Linked DNA regions of Mus musculus: region 2 is linked to region 1. Evidence: chromatin contacts called from public Hi-C data. All regions are on one chromosome and are shown on one strand. The core of a region is the stretch at or near the end of the contact, and the rest is flanking DNA. Distances in the headings are between cores, read along the strand shown.

Region 1 (6,301 bases), core at 2,485-4,984:
TGAATGGCACCCTGGATGGAGGCAGGCCAGAGCATGGCTTTCCGGAGCCTGGACTTTGAGATCATCCCTGGCATTGAATTTCAACTTCATTCCTTATCAGATGTTCTAATGTGGACAAATGAGTTTTTCCAAACCTAAATGATATCATATGGGAAATGGAGGAGAATAAAGAATACCTTTGTTGTGGGACACACACACACACACACACACACACACACTCAGATTTGATGAGCTAAAGCATATAGACAAGTAGCCAGAGTGACACTTCATAGCTGCTAGATCCTCTTGTGAAAGTTTAGGCTGACTAAGGCTTTTACACCTTAGCCAATTTAAGTGTTCTTACTTTAATTTCATACACACAAATCTGTTAAGTATAAGTGACGGTTCCTCTTTAATTCATCTTCTACCTCCTTGAGGACTTCAGAAGCTTAGTTTTTTTTTTTTTCCCAAATGTATAGTTTATGACAGTTCTTCTGGCTTAGTACCAACTCATAACTTCAAAGCTATCTAATGGTAGCTTTGGAGACACTTTGGGCTGTTCGTTATTGCAAAGAGTACACATGGAGGGACCCATAGCTCCAGCTGCATATGTAGCAGAGGATGGCCTTGTTGGACATCAGTGGGAGGAGAGGCCCTTGGTCCTATGAAGGCTTGTTGCCCCAGTGTAGAGAGGAATGCTGGGGTGGAGAGGTGGGAATGAGTGGGAGGAGGGAGAACACCATCATAGAAGCAGGGCGTAAGAGGATAGAGGAAAGGGTTTTGGGGGGGTGGAAGATGGAAACCTGGAAAGGGGATAACATTTGAAATGTAAATAAAATATCCAATAAAAAATAAACTAAAACTTTAAGATTTATTTTTTAATTTTTACTAATGTTTATATGTGTATCTGTACACACACACACACACACACATATATGTATATGTATATATATATGGTAGCCAAGGAGACAGGAACCGCACCCAGCCGCTATCATGAAATTCTTCCAGTAAAATTTGCTCTTACTCTTCTTCTGCCCTGTTAGCGAAGATTTCTGGAAGTCAGAGTATTTTCCAGGCCCATCTTACTAGCCAGGATTCAACTTGGTTACTTTTCTATTGCTGCAACCAAACACCACGACCAAGACAACTTATTAAAAAAAAAATGCCATGTGGAGAAAGCATCGGAACTTCAATCAACCAGAGACTCCTTGCTTGCTCATCTTGGTGAGAAAAAAAAAAAAAAAAAAAAAAAAAAAAAGAAATAGAATTGACTTTGACTTACAGTTTCAGAGGTTTTGAGTCCATGAAGTCAGAGTAAAGATGCAGCTGACATCTTACATCTTGATCCACAACCGTGAGCTAGAGGACAAGGGAGAGGGAGAAGGGAAGGGAGAGGGGGAAGGGGAGAGAGAAAAATGGAGAATGACACAAGTCTTTTGAGACTTTAAAGCCCACAGCCTCTCCAATAAGGCCACACCTCCTAGTCCTTCCCAAACGTTTCTACCCATTGGGGACCAGGTATAAAACCATGATTCTGTGGAAGCCAGTCTTAGTCAAACTACCACAGCCTTCTCCAGCAGTCATGGCTATTGTTTTAATAATCTTCCCTGATGCAGCAGTTCTCAACCTGTAGGTCACAAACAACCTTTTCTCAGGGGTGACCTACCATTACATTTCATACAGTAGCAAAATTACTGTAATGAAGTAGCAGCAAAAATAATTTTATGATTGGGGATCACGACAGCATGAGGAAGCGATTTAATGGGTCGCAGCTTTAGGAAGGTTGAGAACCACTGCCCTGATGGAGCTCATGAAAGCCCAGCCTCCTCCAGTGGTCATATCTTCCTTAGCACCATGTGGGGAATAGAAGGAACGAGCTTAATGCCCTGTAAGTGCAACGATGATTAGCAGACCAGAACTCCTCCAGCCATCCTGCGAACGTAAGGAGGGCCTACTGAGGTAGATGGATTTTCAGGGATGTAAATGCAGGGGAGGCATAACCTAGGTGTGATGGGGGGACCCAGGTTCTCCCTGGGACAACAGAAAAAGAAAGACCTTTGTTTTGAGCAAGGAGGGAGTCTACTTCTATTACTGGAGATTTGTTTGCTAGCCAATACCTCAATTTGTTGCAGTTTATACTCTAGACACAGAATGATCCTGCAGTTAACACAAAGAAGGGGGGATTATCCAGGAAACCAGCCTTGCTGGACACAGGGGCTCAGACGGAGATTAAGTCGGCTGTTACCAGAGAAGAGCTACAGGGGCCTTTAAAGGTCTCTTTCAAGCTCGTAAATCTAGATTCTATTTCCTTCCAACCGTTTCTGTGGATTTTTAGTGCAACCAGAGGATTGGAATTCACAAAGGGTAAAATATTATTTCCAGGTCTGAGCTTGTACAGGAACAATTCTATCGGAGGACATAGCATCCTAAGCCTGTGAATAACTAGAAGTAATAATCCAATAACTTCTGCCAGATGCACAGGTTCTTTGTTACCCAGATGAGTCATAATCGTTCATGACCTGAGACTAGAGAGGTCTTGGGATCTAGGAAGACAGCTATTACTGTTATTTTTATAAAGAAGCGTAGCAAAAAACCAAACAAACAGAAAACGGAAAGCAAACATGAAAAGGGCTCCTAATAATGTATTGCTATACCCATATGTCAGCATATCTCTCAGCCCTAGTCAGAAAAGCTTCCTCTGTAGCAGAGAGGAACTAACTCTGAGACCCATACATGAACAATGGCCACAAACTTTGGCCAACCCAGCCCTAAATAGAATGTCTTTCTCAAACTCTTCCCTTCAAGGCTCAGGGATCCAAGAGCCAGAGATGGTGGATGCCTTCCAGACACAACAGGAGGGCTGATGCACACATGAACTCACACAGACTGTGGCAGCATGCGTTAAGCCTGGCACACATTCAAGACAGACAAAATCCTGACACGGAGAAGGGGAAGTGGACACTAAGTCCCACCTCTAACCAAGAAGCTGTTTGTAATACCCACTGGGAACAGGAAAATCAGTTTCTTCTAATGGAGCAATGATAGATATATCAGCTACACTCCATGACATTCTGAGGAGCTGATGGTCAACACAAAATGGACTCTATGTGTGTGTGTGTGTGTGTGTGTGTGTGTGTGTGTGTTGCTTTTGTTTATTTTGTTTTTGTTTGTTCTGATTTCTTTTTAAAGAAAGAACATGAAGTTGGGTGGCTATGGAGGATCTTGGAGGAGTTAGGGGAAGGGGAAAGGATATGATAAAAATATATTACACAAAAAGATTTAAGCCAACAAATAAAAATAAGAACTTCATAGTAAACTTAGATATTTGCTTATCCAGGGATAACAATGGTATAGCAGTGGTAGACATAAAAAAGAAAATTCAGCTTTATTCAACTCAAATGTTACTGAAAACTGGCAAGATTGTAAAGGGTGATTTAAGAAGACAAAGAGGTCGAACCCAGCTTCTCTCACTCGTCCATTAAGTGGATCCTTCCCTGGTCACTAGGATACAAACACCAGGAAGCTAGTGCGATGACCTCTGCTCTCTTTTAGTCTTGTTTCTCCAGTGAGGCCTGGCCACCAGAACACACACCACTGCTTGCTCTCAGAGAACCCAAGCTGTGTAGAGTCCCTGGTTTTCTTGGCAAAGTTTGTGCACTTGAGAAAGGGAGGCAAACAGGAAGTGTAAGCATAGAATCAGAGTTCAAGAGAAGTCCAGCGCAGTTGTGGGACACGATTTCCAAGGAGCTGGATATATTAATTAGGTGGTAGTGACACCACCTGGTCATCATGAGCATCTTCCCTCACACGGAACACTGGGAAAGGAATAGACTTGGCTTTTCTGCTTAAGCCATGTTAGATGCAATTGCAATTACATCAGAGGTACAAGGGCCTTGATCTTGAGAGGTTTAATCATCTATGCAACAGAAAAAAAATGCATTAATGCTAACTCCCTTACTTCAGCAGTTTGACTCTGGAGATTAGGAGGTATGGAGTCCTGATACCTCGACTTCTCTGGGCATCCCAACGAACACTCAGATCAACCCAGGCAAGGCTTTGATGGATAATAAACCTGATAAAATACTAAGGAAACCATGGAACAATAGAATTATAGGTCATTTGGAACTCATAGAATAATCTATGAGAAAGAGATCCTTGTAGGTTTGTGTGAAAAGCAAAATTAAAACAGCAACAAGAAGATGTGGTCAAAGTTTCACTTTTCTTGCAAGTCTCTCCCATGGACTCTTTGGCTGTCTCATCCCAATACTAAATCAAAGAACTCAGGGCAGTGAGTGTGGTCACTCAGCCCTGTAATCCTGGGACTTGGAATTTTAGCTTTCTAGTGAGTTTGGAGCCAGCCTTGACTATATAGTAAAGCCCTGTCTCGAAACACACAAAAGATTAAGAAAACAACAATAATACTAAGACAAGAAAAATGAGGGACTATTCTGGGTTGTCTGGAATATTCTAATCACCACTGTGTACAACCTTCAGATTTCCACTACTGGAAGAAATTCCTAAGATAAGCAGTTCACAAGGAGAAAGCACACATTTTTGACATGCAATTTCAGAGGTCCATGGGCACTTAGCCATGTCGCTCTGGGCTTGTGGCAGTTTGGCATAGTACAGCAGGATCATAATACAGTGCAAAAGACTTGTCACCTCATGGTGTCCAGAAAGCAAAGAGTGGAAAAATAGCATCCTTGAAGAGCATGTGCCCCAGGGAACTCTCCTCCTTCCACTACCCCTCACATACTAAACGTCTACAGCTTCCATGGATGCGGCCATTGAGGCTTGAACACATGGGCTTTTTGGAGGGCAGTTATGATCCAAACTAGTAATATACTACTTAACAGTGATACAATTATCCCATTTAATCTCTATTTTAGAACCATTTAACTTCTAGAACAAATGAAATGCTCTCAAACCCGAGTTTTTTGATACCTTGTATAATTATATTTCTCTCACCTTTACCAAATCTATCAGTTAGGGTTTTGTCAGAAGAACAGAAATGACTCTACCATGCTCAGAATTATGGACTTAACGTAGATCTTGGACTTAGGAGGCCTGGAAGGAAAAGCAAATAAGAGAACTAGAGAAGCAAGAGGAGGAGATGGCAATGTGACACTGTGTGGCATTCAGAGATCAGTATCTGTATGATGTAGTGGTCAGCCTCAAGGACCAAGAGACTAAAAGGGAAGAAAACCCATCATTAAAATATACGATTCAGTTCCTAGGCCAGCCAATACTAGGAATGCTGAGCACAGTCACCCTCGCCAGTGTTGGCAACAATGAGGATCCACAGTTAGTGCAGAAGGCTGGATCACTGAAAGGCCATATCTGCTTCCACAAATACCAGCAGCTACAAAAGAGTCTGAGGAATAAACAATGTCTCTTCCTTCTGCTAGCATTTAGCAGAAAGCCAAATCCTACAAGCATTTGGAGATTTGGGGATGTAGCTGTGGATGCCTGACCCTAACAATACAAAACAGACAGAATGTGGTCCTGGAACTGAGGGAAAGAGGGAGGTAACTGTCCTACCAAGTAAAATAAGGCAAGATGTATCTCCTAGAAGGCAAATGAACATGTGCCATTTGGAGGCTCATGCACGGTCCTGAGGGGTATTAATGCTGTAATATGCTCCAGTCCTAGTTGAGCATTTACTGGTTCCGACATGATGGGCAGAGAATGGTGCTGAACTCACACCCATCCATCCAACTCATCCAAACATCCAACCCAATCAATATATATCTATCCATTCAATCCCACTCATCTACCCATTTTCATTTGGTTCAACCCATCAATTCAACCCATGCAGCCAATGCATGAATGCACATATCCATCAACATGTATCATACATTATTTCATCTTTCCAGTCCAATCCATTCATGACACACACATACATGCATTCATACACACATACATACAATCCATCTAACCATCCAATCAGTCCATCCATCCAATCTATCCACCCAACCTATTCCTATTAATTCAGTCCCATCCATTAACTCAACCATCCATCTATCCATTCACCCATCTATCCATCCATTTACACATTTGGTGAGCACTTATTATCTACCAAGCATTGTGCTATGCACTGGAGATTCAAAGAGAATGCCAGTCTTCCACAGGTAACGTTCAAGCCAGGAAGAGACTGAACAACTTCGGTAGCCACAGGAAATATTACAAGTAACAATCACTTGTGTGAGTCAGTTTTCTGTCACTATAACAAAAGCCTGAAGGGTTTGACTAATAAAGAGAAAAGATCGATTTTTGGCTCATAGTTTTTGAGAATTTGACCCATGGTTGAGTGACTCTGTAG
Region 2 (6,922 bases), core at 3,775-6,274, 100 kb before region 1:
AGAAGAGCCCGTCCAAGCTCCGGTTCCTTCTTAAACAACAGAAAATACAAAGCAAGACAAAGAAACATCTCAAAAACACTACACGTTCCCCTAAAAAAAAAACAAAACAAAAAAAAAAACAAAACAAACAAACAAACAAAAAAACCCTGAAGAGAGCACAATGGGTCGGAATTTTATTTCTATTCTCCTCGAAAGCCTGTTAATCTTTGAGTTGTGGGCGAACACAATGTAATGGAGTCAGGGCTGTAACAATGTCTTTTGTGTTGCATGATTTGTTTCATTCTTCTGTTCTGTGTCAAACTGGGAACATTCTCACAGCATTCCCATATGTATCCAACAGGCCTTTAACAGTTGCAGCATGCTACTTTGTGTGTGTAACATGTATTCACACTGTTATCATCATTCTAAATGTCTTATACCTGAGTCTGACACAGGTCTCTATGAATATAGTCTGTCAAGAACTACCAGATGGAAATGTCAGAACGTGTTCCCTGCTGCCGCCCAGAGTGTCTCTAAGTTGATATGGCAAGGAGAAGAATGGGTCTGCTTCCCCCACCTTCCTGCAAACACTCTCCCCACTGACCTGACAATTAGAAACACAAGCTTGGCATCGACTCTCAGGCCTGCTTTTGCTCCTGTCCCTCAAATCTTTGACACATCATTGTTTCACATCAAAAGACTGAATAGTGTGTTTGCTCCTGGCTGTTGGTGAAGGCAAAGTGAAGATACAGGCCAGAGCTACGGAATACAGTTGAGACAGAGTGGGGTTACTGATGGGATCCAAGAGCTATAAGTTATTTCCCTACATAATTTGCAAGGCCAAGTTACACACAAAAATTTCCAGACTGCATATAACTGATGAGTTATTTACTGCCAAGAATGATACTGTCCAAACACTACTCTAGAAGTAGTATATTCATACATATATTTTACCTGTCTTCTAAACCTTGGCTTACTATATGAACTTTGGATCTGCTGTTTATTCTGTATTAGATTTTTAAGATTTATTTATTTTTTTATGTATATGAGTACACGGTTACTGTCTTCAGACACACCAGAAGAGGGCTTCTTCTGATCTCATTACAGATGGTTGTGAGCCACCACGTGGTTGCTGGGAATTGAACTCAGGACCTTTGGAAGAGCAGCCAGTGCTCTTAACTGCTGAGCCATCTTTTCAGCTCCTGATTTTTTTTTAATTTTCCCCATAAACCAAAAGAATCAAACTATGTCATATATCACATGGCTTTAAGCTTTTATAGATGCATGCAAAGTATTCTCTATCTCTCTCTCTCTCTCTGTCTGTCTCTACACAAACACACACACACACACACACACACACACACACAGAGAGAGAGAGAGAGAGAGAGAGAGAGAGAGAGAGATGTGAATATGTTTGCTGAGAGAGAAGCCCAAGGCTTCATATTGTCTAAAAGAGTACAATATTTGATAGGGAGAAAATTCTAAGTTCTATGTGCAGTGCTTACAGGGGCCAGGCAGAATGTTGGTGGCTTTGGTGTCCTCAAATGCATTCATGCCAGCTAAATTGAATAGCTGTCTCTTGCTCCAGGACACGATGTGGGGAAACAGAAGCCCAGTGTCTGCAGCTTTGATTTTTTTTTTAATGCTGGAAATATGGCTATTTATAAGAACTCTGCCAAACTTTAAATGCTTTCAATAATTTGAATAAGCAAACATTATATGAGACAAATGATGGTTCTTCAGTTCTCCCACCCCTCAGGCTATTAGGCTTAAAAGAAAATGGTAATTTTAAAATAATTAAACTCCTAAATAAAAGTAATTAGATGTTCTCTATAGGTTTCTAATAAACCAAGAACACCAAGACCACTTAAGAAGAATGGTCCCGGGGGGCTCTGGTCTGACTGGATTTTGGCTCTTGAGAATAGGCAAATGTGACAGCTTTTCAGAAAATGATGAAGACAGCAAATCCTGACACCCCTATCCCCACCTCTAATATCAGGACTCAACAGGCTGAGCCTTTGCCATAGCAGTATAGAAGAGGGTTCTGGAAGGAGGACATGTCAAGACTCCTAATTGGATAGTTACATAAAACCTTCCCCTTTCAAGCCCATAACACTAGTGAGAAACATCATCATGCCACATTTTACCAAGTGCCAGAATTAAATCCGTGTAAAAAAGCCCAGAACGCACACAGCTGTATACCAACTCCACATACTTGGCATTAAACAACAACAACAACAAGTTTAATATCCACATAAGAATGTTTGTTGCTGTTTGAAGGAACTCTGCAATATAATGTTTGAAGGCAAAAAAAAAAAAAAAATCCAAATCTAACTGTACTGTAAGTGCAGAGTTTAAAGTACTGGTCTTCTAGAGTAGGTTGCAAACCCCAGTGAAACCTTGCCCTTAGCTCTTGGCAGCTGATACCATGGCAGGTTTGCAGGGCATGTCTGTAGCTAATGCTGAGTTCTGTGGAGGAGTGGAAGTGGGTGAGGAGCCAGGAGGAGAGGCACCCTCAGGGTAGCTGCACAGAGGCTAGTGGGCAGGAGGGCAGGAGCTGGGAACCAAAGGAGCCAGCTACTGAAAAGGTAATCAAAATTGACAACCGAATTTTCCCGGAGGACACAAGCTGACATTTCCATGGCCAAATATGCATTTTTCCCCTTCTGTGCCCTAGATAGAGTTTTATTCATAATACATTTAAAAACAGCATCTTGCACACAAGGCATCACATGTCGGACAAATGTAGGTTTGGGCTGTGGTCAACAGTGCCAGAGGGATAGCGACACACTGCAGCAATGACACTTTGAGAATCCCATCACATTTCAAGTCAAGGAAATGTGCATTGCAAATGAGGGCTCTGTGCATGTGTGTGTGCACGCATGCTTATATGATGCATTCAATGCATTTTGATTTTTTTCCCATAATTAGTAAAGAGCAACCCTGGTCCTCACGCACTCCTGAAATAATCAGAGAACACCAGGTACCTGTGATCATGCTGGATACGATCAGCGGCAAAATGACCAGCTTCAGCATCCTCATCAGAATTTCCCCAGGAAAAGCAAAGTAGAATTTATCCAGATTTGAGAGCTCACTGTGTCCTCGAACCACGACTCCTAAGACAATTCCTAAGAAAAACGGGGAAGAAAGGGGAAACGTTTTCAGTTCTCTAGCACATAATTTAATGCACAAGTACTGCAGGATGCAAATTTCAAAGGCAAGGAAAAGCTGCTTAGACCATCCCTCTCAAACCTAGACGTTTAGACGTACAGAATCCAAAAGGTAATGAATAGGAAGCATACATTAAAAAGTATAAGAAATAATATTCTTCACATGGAGGATTTTGTTTTCATTTCTTCCTCAGTTCGCTCTAGTATAACAACACATCATCAAAGACTACCATGGAAAAGAAAAGATTCATCATTATCAAACCTCTTGCCCTTCTTGCCTCTGTTTCCCCCCACCCCCACCCCCCTTTCCTTCTATACTGCTGAACAGTAAATCCAGGGGTTGCGCATACTCAGTGAGTGCAGGTGTCGCGCATGCTCAGTAAGTGCACTAACAGCCACATCCGCAGTCCCCACACTCATTATCTTTTGTATGCTCCTGTAACACTTTTCACAAGTCATCTTATACTTTACCCACAGGAGAGACTCTAAATGTATTTTATAGTTCATGTTATATTTGCATTTTTCTCAAACATGCTTTTTATAAAATAAATTTTGGGGGCTAGTTCAGTGGTTAAGAACATTTGCTGCTCTTGCAGAGGACCCAGGTTCTCTTCTCAGCACCCATGAGGAGTGCCTCTCAACTACCTGTAACTCCAATTTTGAGGGATATAACTTCATCTCATTTCTTCAGACACTGCATTCACGCGCGGGTGCGCGCGCGCGCGCACACACACACACACACACACACACACTAAAGTAAATAAACAACTCTTTTAAAAGATAAATTTTAATAAGGTCATCTCTATTTGTGCAGTTTTTATAATTTTAATGGGAAGAAATAGCTTTTACTTTGTTTTTAGACAAGGTCTATCTGTATATCCCAGCTAGCTTCAACCCTGCCATCTTCCCGCCTTGCTGCTGAGACTATAGATGTGTATCCTCACATCTAACAAATTCACTTTTACTCTGACAGGTGCCATGTTTTGGAGCACTGACGTTGGCTAATGCTTTTGATTATTCTAGTTATTTCTAAGAAACGACACGCTTAAATCTATCAACTCAAGAGTATATTTTAAAAGAATTATATTTTTATTTTTAATTATGTGTGCGTATCTGCTCTGTGCATGGGGAGGGGGACAGGGCGGGTGGCTGACGGGAGGGTTGCACACACAGTGAAGTATCTGTAGAGGCCAGAAGAGAGCAGCAGATCTACTCGGGTCCTCTGGAAAAGCAATAAATGCACTTAACTTCTGGGCCATCTCCCTAGCCTTAAGAGTTCATTTATGAAGCTTCTGACCCCGATTTCCTTATATTCTGAGCTGTGTAACTATGTAAACACAAGGACATGGGCATTATTAAGAAATCAGATTCCCCCAGGTTAAATGTAGACAGCATCTCATGAAATTGCTCTACGTTGGGTGCCAAACATAAGCCCAGGTAGTGGCCTGAGTTTCCAGCCGAACTTCTCTAAGTCAGGGTTCCTATGCGCCTCTCTTTGGGTTCAATTAGTTCACTAAAACAGATTGCAAAACTGAAGCAAACATTAAGGGTATTCCAGAGCACCGGGATGAATGGCCAGGGACTTGATACACAGTCCCATGAATGGGAGAAGGGTACAGAACTTCCTTGCCCTGTGGCATACTACTTTCCCAAAACACAATTCGTTCACTTCTCTGGAAGTGTTGGAACCTAAGTCTTTTGTTTTTAAGCTTCATTATACAGACATGATTGACTACGTTATTGACTATTGGTTGATCAACCCGTTCCCCTCCCTAGGAATGAATGCCTTGAATTACAAGATTGGTTGGTTCCCCTGGCAACTAAATGCATCATCTGGCTAGGAGGGCCTCTCATTAATCTCATTAATCCAAGGATTTTATGTGTGTCCAGCAGCCCTGGATCCCCTCCCTTGTGTGCTAAAGTTTCCGTGACCTACATGAATCTCAGTCTCAAAATATTGCTTGGAAAACTCCAGAAATAAATCATAGGTTAGTTATAAATAACTGAAATGAAGAAAAGAAACAAGCAATGTCATAGATTCTTTGAAATCTTGCCTAAAGCTGTCTATGTGAAAATCATCCACTCTATGGAGGTCTAATTTAACAACGACGTTGATTGCTAAGACTCATAAAATATTAAGATTTTCATATTATCTTGTCCCAAATACTTCAAATAACATCTAACTGCTCTTCTTTCTCTTCCCTCAACACACACGTACCTAGTTTAAAATCAAGTGACAAATGAGCGGGGTGACTCTCATTTCTTTCATCCTGTGTCAGCTTGACGAGTGACATGTCAGTTGGAGGGGAAAAAGACTAAATCACAGGAGATTCAAGGAGGATATCACTGAATGTGTAAATTCAGGAACTCAAATGGCCCCGTTAGTCACCATAGGGCAATGAAAAGGGAATTCTAAGGAACAAGCTGCATTCAGATGCAATCGTCCAGTCTTCACCCACATGGATGAATCCCATAAGATGTGTTTTGAAGATTTATAACCTTAGCTAAACTCTATTCTTCTGCATACGCTGCCTTGGTACATATTAGTATGCACATATTTTCCAAATTCTAGCTAAAGTTGCTGGCAGCTAATGGCTGGGCAGGGAGACAGAGGCCAGACTTAGGGTTCACAGACAAGGGGACCGAGGAAGGAACAAGCCGAAAAAGGAAAAGACCCAGGCTTGAGAGGCTACCGAAGACAGAATGCCAATCATGTAAGAGCTACGGAAGAGTAACCCCAAGGCCCCATTGGGTCTGGGTAACAAAGATAAAATAGAGATTTTAGTAAGTAGTTACTCAGGAGTATTGGAGAGGAGGTGTTAACAATGTAGAGGTTTGGGAGTGGCCCAGTCATTAAGCTGATTAGGACATATTAAATACAAGGCTCTGTGTGTGTGTGTGTGTGTGTGTGTGTGTGTGTGTGTCTTCCATTTAAGAACTCAAAACATCGAGGCAGGTAGCAAGGAACATGCACTTCAACCTGAATATTTGGGAGGTCTTAAATCATTTAATGCTACATAAAACAGAAGAGAACTGTATTCTCAGTCCAATGTAATTCATATGTTCATGAATAGTTAAGATATCAATTATTAAAAATATTTTAAATAAATTTAAAAGGCATGGCATCCTCATTTCTGGCTTTGTATGAATTGCCTGTGTTCACTTGTTTTGTAGAAACCATCAATCAAGTTGCTTTGGGTAAATTTTGGGCTTTTAATGGAAAAGGAATCTTGGTATATAAAAACAATCCTTCCCAAACAACTGCAAGGCAACCCCTAAGCGGCTCCAGAGGTAGATTGGAAAGAAAACTGATAGAAGTTGAACAAGCTCAAATTCTAGCTCCACCACCTGTGAACTTTAACTTCTTGAATTTAGTGGCTTCCTTAGACTGGAGCAACAGTTAGATTAGCTGACTGCAAAGAGCCCTTCTACTACCCAGGAGGACGGGGTCTCACCTGAGCCTGATTTCCTTGCTTTAAAGTAAGATCATAGAATTCCAGCTCTAAGAAACCTTCCCATGCTGTCTCCAGCTCTTATGCTAACACACACACACACACACACACACACACACACACACACACACACAGAGCCCACAAAGAATAAACACAGGGAGAAAGACCTCAGCTAAGGATTCTTAAATGTGAAGACTCAAGTTTGAAGGAGAAGATAGGCTTCATGGTCCATTATCTGGACTAATGATAGATCAGAAAATAAGAGGGGTGGTGGTGGTGGTAAGGGTTTGCAGCAGCAACAGCTCAGCCTATTGTTCTTCC

What was found. Hi-C and Micro-C count contacts between places; a contact is called where the count stands out from the background.
Region 2: a Hi-C map of rod photoreceptor shows a contact between it and region 1, with 2.8 times the contacts expected there. A contact is called at or near these places in 14 of 39 promoter capture datasets (the 3T3-L1 cell line, 3T3-L1-derived adipocytes, the HPC-7 cell line and 8 more), 127 of 484 Hi-C or Micro-C datasets (3T3-L1-derived adipocytes, the AML12 cell line, the C2C12 cell line and 45 more) and 22 of 130 datasets of targeted methods (astrocytes, a beta-TC-6 cell line, bone marrow-derived dendritic cells and 10 more).

What each region holds. Positions count from the first base shown.
Region 1 is chr19:28,774,469-28,780,769 of GRCm38.p6, reverse strand. It overlaps Gm35922 (a long non-coding RNA gene), which reads right to left. Exons shown (of 4, transcript XR_877801.1): 3 at 1,262-1,338. Among named protein-coding and RNA genes, the nearest start is that of Gm35922, 18 kb to the right of the region's middle.
Region 2 is chr19:28,875,198-28,882,119 of GRCm38.p6, reverse strand. Slc1a1 (solute carrier family 1 (neuronal/epithelial high affinity glutamate transporter, system Xag), member 1) reads right to left here. Exons shown (of 12, transcript NM_009199.3): 2 at 2,967-3,107. Among named protein-coding and RNA genes, the nearest start is that of Gm52404, 32 kb to the right of the region's middle.